2 separate regions of the Mus musculus genome follow, and region 2 is linked to region 1. The links are chromatin contacts, called in public HiChIP or PLAC-seq maps. All regions are on one chromosome and are shown on one strand. Each heading gives the region's core, a stretch centred on a gene start, on an enhancer-like site or on the middle of the called end of the contact. The rest is flanking DNA. Distances are from core to core; before and after follow the strand shown.

Region 1 (3,919 bases), core at 641-3,140:
GATTCAGCCATGGATGGAAGATATTTGGGAAAGGAAATCGGGGTCTGCCCTAGACATGTTCAAAGAGCATAGCAACTATTTGCATATCATTTGCATCTTATTAGCATGATAAACAACCTAGGAGAGATTGGGAGTGGAGGTGCCTAGGTTAAATGATATAGTGCATCAGTTTACTGCATATAAGTAATTTAATCGCTTGGTATCTATGGGGGATATCATAATAGTCTAAATCTGGACAAGAGACAGACAGACAGAAGGGAGACAGGGAAACAGACCATTACAGACCCAGCATCATCTGAGACTCCAAGAAGCTGGAAGAGAAGTCTAACTGGTGTCTTCCTCAGAAGGAACTGCCTGTGACACCCTAGAGACAATGTCTGTGGCTTAAGACACCAGGCCAGTAGACATTATCACAAGCAGCCAAGGAAAGATAGGACTACGCACCAAATGCTATTAGCAAGAACCACGGTTATAGTGGCAACACTTTGGAAGCCGCACAGAACAGCCTTTCTCATTTACTCACCTCATAGGGAAATTACCGATATTCATGGGCCACACAAAAGCATCCTATAATCAAATCTAAACACTTCTGGGAGCACCCTAATAATTTCACACATGTGCCCTTGAAGAGTTTCTAACGAACTTAAAATACTTCATTCTTTCAATAGGGATTTCTTTCCCCCTGAGATGAGAGAGTGGATTCACCACAGAGCCCAGGCTGGTTTAGCACCCCTGGCAATCCTCCTGCCTCAGGCTCCTCTCATTCTTTAGAGAGGAATCCTTCCCCTCCCGCTACCCAATCAGACAGCCCTGCGCTTTCTATCACAGAACCAAACCAGGGCCTGATGAGCAAGCTCCGTTCCTTCCACCATGAGGATGCTGTGTCTAGGAACAGGCGCTGCAGCATTTGGACCTGATGAATTTATCATAGAGCAGAGTGAAGTGAGGGGAAGGCTGTGAGGGGAACCCAAAAGCTTCCTGCATGAAGAAGGAAGAGGTGGGAGGATCTAGTTCGAAAACCCTCTCAGTAACCAGCCAAAGTTGTCCGCTGTGACGGGTGCAACGACTTTGGCATTCGGAGCGTGTAAGCACGGTGTCTGTCTGCTGCTATCACAAAACCCTGAGCAGCTTAGACGGCAGAAATGCACTGTCTCCCAGTTAGAAGGGTCAGAAGCCCACAATGCAAACAGAGTGGATTTCTGCTGAGGCCTCTCTCTCTCCCCAGCTGTAGATGGCTACCCCGAGTCTCTTCTTCCTCTGGTCTTGTCTCTGTGTGCGCACATCTCTACCCAAGTTTCCTCTTTTGGAAGAGAAGGCACTGCATTGGATTAGGGCAGTCCATATGATTCCAGTTTTCCTTCCTTCTTAAAGACAACCTGAGATACATTCAGAGGTACTAAGAATTCAGACTGTAATAAAGCAATTTTAGCGGGGGGGCCAACTCAGCCTTGACAAATGCAAATGCAAGACTGGAGAGGGACCAGGTGTCCCCCTCCGTCATCTGAGCTTCCCTGTACACATGCCCAGAGTGACAGTCCCCAGCAGCCACCTAAGCACACAGAGCCCCAGCTCTCAAGCCTTTCTGGAAGGCAAAGCCTTGCTGAGTGACTGGGCTTGCTCCTGGGCACAGGGAGGCACCAGGGAGACGCGGCCCACGCAGCTGCGTGTGATAAATCAGAAGTTGCATTCGCAACACCAAAATGTTCCTCTGTCACAAAGAGATGGATGAGCCTCTCAGGTTACACACCAAAGGAACCCAAAACCACCAAATTCCTTTCCCAGAAAGAAAGAAAGAAAAAAAAATCCCAGTTCAGAGGCTCTGCCTTTCCATTCTCTCCCCTTGCATGTCACCGTCACAGCCCTGATTAAACTGTCACCATGTTCATTCATCCATGGACGGAACCATGCGGAGTGAGGGGGGCTGAGCAGCACTTTGAGATTTTTCTTCATCAAATACACAGACTGAGGTCTCTCACACCTTGTTTGAATTGTGTCTGGAACTCCTGCCACACTACAAGTCTGAGCCCTGAGTCCCTCCAGTATCCTGGTGAGTGAAGACTCAAGAGAGAAGGCAGCAGGTCAGAAGGCCCACGGCGGTTTCTTTTAGACTCTGTTTGTTCCAGAAGATGGGGTATGTCCGGTCTGTTGGACAGTGAGCAACACACACTGAACATGGTTCCCTTCCAGAGTCTCCCCCCTCCTTCGCTGCCTATTCTAGAGGAAGCCACAAAATAGGCTTTGCCAAAGCAGAGAGAGGCCAGGACTGACACTGGCCGGTTTTTACTTACAGTTTGATAAAGCTGTGTTCCTAACACAGCTGAGCTGTCTCTAATTTGTAAAAAGCCCACACAGGTGGTTAGCACAAACTCTACATGTAGAAAGTACCTATAGATGTTTGAGTTGGAAGGAGGGGGGAGGAAAAGAAAGAAGGAAGGAAGGGAGAGAAGGAGGGAGAGAGAGAGGGAAGGATGGAGGAAGGGAGAGGGGGAAGGAGGGAGGGAGGGAAGGAGGGAGGGAGGGAGGGAGAGAGGGAGGGAGGGAGGGAGGGAGGGAGGGAGGGAGGGAGGACAATGGCCCAGCAGAGAAGAGCACTGGCTGCTCTTATACAGGAAGGACCTGAGTTCGGTTCTTAGCACCCATACTAGAAAGCTCACACCCACTTGTAATGTCAGCCCCAGGGGATACGATGCTGCTTTCTGGCATCTGCAGACACAGGCATTCACATACACACATCCACAGAGAGACACACATGCATGCTCACAACTACAAAAGCAGAAAGGAGTTCACCACCATAGCTGTGTGTCTTGTTTTCGTCCAATTACAATTGGGACAGTTCCCCAGTGTTGACCACTCTGACACTTCAGTCTCTCTGCCAAATGGTTTTTCACTTAAAAAATAAATAAAATAAAATTATTTAACCATACTTAATTTTATACATAGCCATACATTCTATGTATTAAGTAATACTATAGCAAACTGATTTGATGTCATTTTAAACAGAACAAAAAGGGGAAAGAGTTCAGGCTACCTTATCGTAAATGACTTTTTGGTAGAGAAATATTAAAACAGCAGACTTCATCAGAAGGGTGCCTTTTCCAGGGGTGCAGACAGAGCGTCATGGTGCAGGGACGAGGGAACCAGTTCTTTTCTTTTTCCCACTTCTTTCTTCCCGTCCCTTCCCCTAGGCCTTGGATAACCTTCCTTTTTACAACAAAGAAGTCTTAGACATGTTCTCTTTCAAATTTGACATTTAATACTTCAAACTCCAAAATTAGCTTTAATTCAAGACGTGTTCGTGTCCCACAGGCAACAGGAAACAATATCCCGTCTCCATCCTGGGACAACTGGCGGCCACATGCAGCCAGAGAGGTACAAGAGCAAAATGGCCTTGTGGGAGGGGAGGATGAGGGCATTGTGGGATTGGAAACAGAACTCCAGGAAACTCCAGTACAAGATCCCATTCTCCTATCCAGGACCCTGCTGTCAGCGGAGGTCTCAAGAGCTCCAGGGGCTTCTAAGCAGGGGTCAGCTAAAGGCAGCACACACTGGAAATGTCCAGCTGCCTGTTGAGGAAAGTGGGAGCCATCAAATCAAAATCACATCCGACGACGCAGCCCCAACCCTAAAACTCTGGTCACTGGGGCAGAAGTCTCTATAAATTTCATTCTTAATTACTTGTTGGAAAGAAGTCTCTACCGTTAAAAGGGCCATAAAGGTGACTAAGAGGTGAGGCCAGGAAGGTTCAGTGATCATCCCTGGTGTGGTGTCATGAATCCTAGAAAGGTAAGGGACACCACCTACCCACACACACACAACACACCAGATGCCTAAAAAGAGCAGAAAGTAAGAACCAGGGGACAGAGAAGCCCCTTCCCCAGGCAGAGAATGGAGGCTGCCAAGAGGCTCATGGCACAGGCAG
Region 2 (3,919 bases), core at 495-2,994, 250 kb before region 1:
GTGAAAAAGAAAGAGAGAAGTACACGGTCAAAGGGAGGGGGTGAGAGAGCCAGGGCCATAGTGGTGTGGCCAGGCATGAGGCGGGGGCTGGGCAAGGGCAAGCTATAAACTCTCCATTGAGATGCAAGTGTGTATCTAGGAGATGCCACCACTGATTGTCTTCCAGGGAACTAGACAGACAGACCAACCAGAGAGATCCAGCTCTGAGACATTTCTCCTTCCGTAGTTAGGCGTGGTTCAGGTTTTGTAACATCCTCTGGTGGAGAGTTGACCTCTGTACGCTTGGAGGCCTTGGTTGGAGACAGTGCTCGGGGATGTCTCACAGGGGCACTCCATAACAGGTTCGGGGTGCCTAGGCTGAGGGTGCCTCTCTTAAAATGAACTCTCACTTGTCCTTTGTCTCATCCTAGAAATCAGCTATACAACAACGGATGCTCCTGCACTGCCGTGGCTCTGAGCAGCCACCTCTCTGTGTGTCTTGTCAGCATCTATGAAACTGTTGCTGGCACTCCTAAGGATCCTGGGCTGCTGTCACAAATGTCACAAAAATGCCATAGACCAGGGGACTTAGAGAAGGGATATTTATTTATCAGAGTTCTGTAAGCCGGAAGTTCAAGATCAAAGTACCAGCATGCTTTGATCTTGGAAAGAGCGTTCATCCTGGCCTGCAGAGAGAGAGAAAGAGAGAGAGAGACAGAGAGACAGAGACAGAAACAGCGACAGAGAGCGACAGAGAGAGCGACACAGAGAGAGAGACAGACAGAAAGAGAGAGAGACAGAGAAAGAGACAGAGAGGGACAGAGAGAGACGGAGAGAGATTACTCACTTTCCTGGTCTGAAGAGAGAGTGCTTATCCTGGCCTGCAGAGAGAGAGAGAGAGAGAGAGAGAGAGAGAGAGAGAGAGAGAGAGAGAGAGACTATTATGTACTTATTTATTCCGTACTTATTTTTGTATACATGTGTAAGTATATGTGTGGGCGCATGCATGCTGTGCTGTAAGTGTGGAGTCAGAGGACAATGTCTCAGAATCAGTTCTCTCCCTCTACCACGTGGGCCCCAGGTATTGAACTCAGGTTTTCAGACTTGGCAGCAAGTGCCTTTATTTGCTGAGCCTTCTCACGGTCCCTAAAGTCTTCTCTTTTATGTCCCTAGAATACATCATGTTATTGGGGAGTTGATGACCTGTGTGTGTTGTATCCACGAGAGACAGAGACTATACATACTGGTTCCGAGAAGAGGTGATCACGGGTGGGTTTCCTTCACCACACGACGTCTGAGATGACTATCTGATCCCATGCACGTGACCCCAATTCCAAGGTCACCTGCTGAAGTCTCTGCCCACTTCCATTTTCTACAGACATCACTGTTAAATCACCTCCAGCCAGCCGGCCATTGTCAGAGCTGGCTTCAAGATGTGAGACTAGCAGGGGACAAGTGTTCCAAGTTCAAGCCCCAGGAAAATAAAAATAAGTAAATAACTGGACGCCAGATGGCCTGAAAGGGCAGAGCTGGAGCGCGGGATTAACTGGATGGTAATAAAAGCTGTCCCGGCAGCGTGTCATCGTTGGTGGGTTATTTATTAGTTCTTCCCTTTGGATACCAAATGTCAAACATGTTAATGAGCAGAAACCGAGCCTTCCCCTCCCAGCCGCTCTGGTGCCGGCTGCCAGCTCCATTGTCTCCCGCAGAGGGCCTGTCGGAGAGTTCTGCGTTCATATGTCGTGGTATGTGTACCATATTGCGCTTTAAAAGGCCAGATGAGGCTAACCGGGCCTAATAACCAGCCTGCCAATCATTGGGCTGTGTGGTATGTGAAGCCGCTTCCTCTGGAACCTTTGTTCTCACTTAGAATGGGCTTTCCTTGAGGCCTGAAAAGCCAGACAGGGATGTATGGTTTATTTCATCGGTGACTGCCTTGAATGGAAGAGGAATTTCTATCCATTTAGTGCTTATAGGGGCTTAGGGTGTGACAAAGGACAGCAATGAGAATGATGTTGCGTGTGTCAACGGTACTTTGTTTAAAACTAGTCTATTGACTGATTTACTCTCTCTCTCTCCCTCTCCCTCTCCCTCTCCATCCCTCTATCACACACACATAAGTTACTTTTAGCATGCATCAGACCCGTCTTGTTTTAATCTGGAAACTAAAATATAATGTTTGCCCTCACAAAACACCGTACAGACAATCCGTGACTTAGGATCGTTCCACTTACAGTTCTTTAGCACGGCGAAGGTGTAGACAAGATAAACACTCATCAGAAATTGCACTTTGAGGCTAAGAGGTGGTAGCCCTGAAATCCCAGTGTTTGGAAGGATGAGGCAAGAGGATCATTACTTCCAAGCTGTTCTGAGCTACATAGCAAGTCCCTGATCATCTAAAACAAAAACTGGGCTGGAGAGAGAGAGAGAGAGAGAGAGGGAGAGAGAGAGAGAGAGAGAGAGAGAGAGAGAGAGAGAGAGAGAGAGAGAGAGAGAGAGAGCTTGGTGGTATTGTACGTGCTATAGTCGGATGCCACAGCTGACATCTGAAACCTCGGCGGGTCTGTAGCAAGGCTGGCCTATTGCTCACGGTGTTGTTAAGGTAGCGGTTAGTCTGGTGTTTTGTGGGAATTCTAACAGAGAAGGTGAGTGTGTCTCTGACTCTTTTGCCTGCTCTTGGGCCTCTTTTCCTCCTGTTGGGTCACCTCGTCCACCCTCAGTATGAGGGCTTTTGCCTTGTCTTATAGTATCCTGTTTTGTCCTGTTTGGTTGTTGTATCTTGGTGGCCTGCTCTTTTCTAGCGGGAAGTGGAAGGGGAGTGAATCTGGGAACGGGGAGGTGGACAGAGCTTGGAGGAGTGGAGGGAGGGGAAACTGAGGCCTGCTGTATTGTATGAGAGAAGAATGTATTTTCGATAACAATAATAAAAAAGTGCTACCTCAATGTACATAGTGGGCCACAGGGGACCCAGGGGTCTTAGGCCTCCATTCGCACTGTGCTTCCTGACTGTAGATGTAGTGTGACCTGAGGACTCAGTCTCCTGCCACATGCCTACCCCATGTTGGTGTACTATACACCTCTAAACCATAATCCAAAATAAATATCACTTCTTTTAAATTGCTTCATGCTAGATATTTGGTCACCATGAGAAAAATAACCAGGACAGGAAAGCTGTGTGACCCTCCCAGTCAACGTAAGAAACACAACTAACTGGGTATGTGCGGCACAGGCTTGAACTCTCAACCCTCAGGAGGCTGAGGCAGGAGGACTGGGTGCTTCAGACCAGCCTGGGCTACAAAATCAAACCCTGATCTCAGAAGGCTGAGAAGAAGAGGAGTGATTGGGCCAAGATTGCAAATGTTCCATTTTTCCAGAGCAAAGCCCACGGAAATCCCTCTCTGGCATGCTCTAGTCGGTGGCTGGCAGAGTTTCCGGTGAGGGAGAAGACAGCATTTGGGTTATTTGTCATTTCCTTGTTCATCCTCTCAGTATGGAAACAAACTTCTAGTTTCTTAGCTTCCCCTGCTGATGTCTTTTAAAATGTCCTGTGAGTGGGCGTACAAACAAGGCAATCATGTTTGGGGGAATGACATCAGAGTCCACAGACTTCTAGAGTCAAAATGATAGGTTGGTGGACTCCCGAATGTGGCCTCCATGATGCTGGGGTTTTCTGAAGTGACAGTCATGATGCAGCCAGCTTTCATGGGCGCGAGGGAGGTGAGGCTGAATAGACGCAGACAGACAGACAGACAGACAGACAGACAAACAGGGGCTTCAAAGATCAAGTTCAGCGGTGGTTCAGCAGTTAATGCATGCACTGATCTTGCAGAGGACCTGAGTTTGGTTCCCAGCACCCATGTCTGGCAGCCCACAGCTGCCTGTAACTCTAGTTCCCGGGGCCCCAATGCCTCTGGCCTTTGCAAGTTCCTACACTCGTGTG

Evidence for each region. HiChIP or PLAC-seq counts read pairs in DNA pulled down with a chosen protein or histone mark.
Region 2: a contact with region 1 is called in an H3K4me3 HiChIP or PLAC-seq map of embryonic basal ganglia, with 4 times the contacts expected there. The contact joins two enhancer-like sites. A contact is called at or near these places in 2 of 484 Hi-C or Micro-C datasets (CD8 T cells and nephron progenitors), 4 of 115 datasets of contacts at active chromatin or transcription factors (embryonic basal ganglia, embryonic stem cells, forebrain and 1 more) and 1 of 9 other capture datasets (adipose tissue).

The regions. Positions count from the first base shown.
Region 1 is chr16:90,405,867-90,409,785 of GRCm38.p6, reverse strand. All of the region lies in intron 1 of Hunk (hormonally upregulated Neu-associated kinase), which reads right to left. Among named protein-coding and RNA genes, the nearest start is that of Hunk, 21 kb to the right of the region's middle. Within about 2 kb of position 1,890, at least 42 of the 459 cell types and tissues checked have an H3K27ac peak or open chromatin away from gene starts, as enhancers often do. A contact at or near this core is called in embryonic basal ganglia, where this site is marked.
Region 2 is chr16:90,654,511-90,658,429 of GRCm38.p6, reverse strand. No RefSeq gene overlaps it. Among named protein-coding and RNA genes, the nearest start is that of Gm36169, 21 kb to the left of the region's middle. Within about 2 kb of position 1,744, at least 41 of the 459 cell types and tissues checked have an H3K27ac peak or open chromatin away from gene starts, as enhancers often do. A contact at or near this core is called in embryonic basal ganglia, where this site is marked.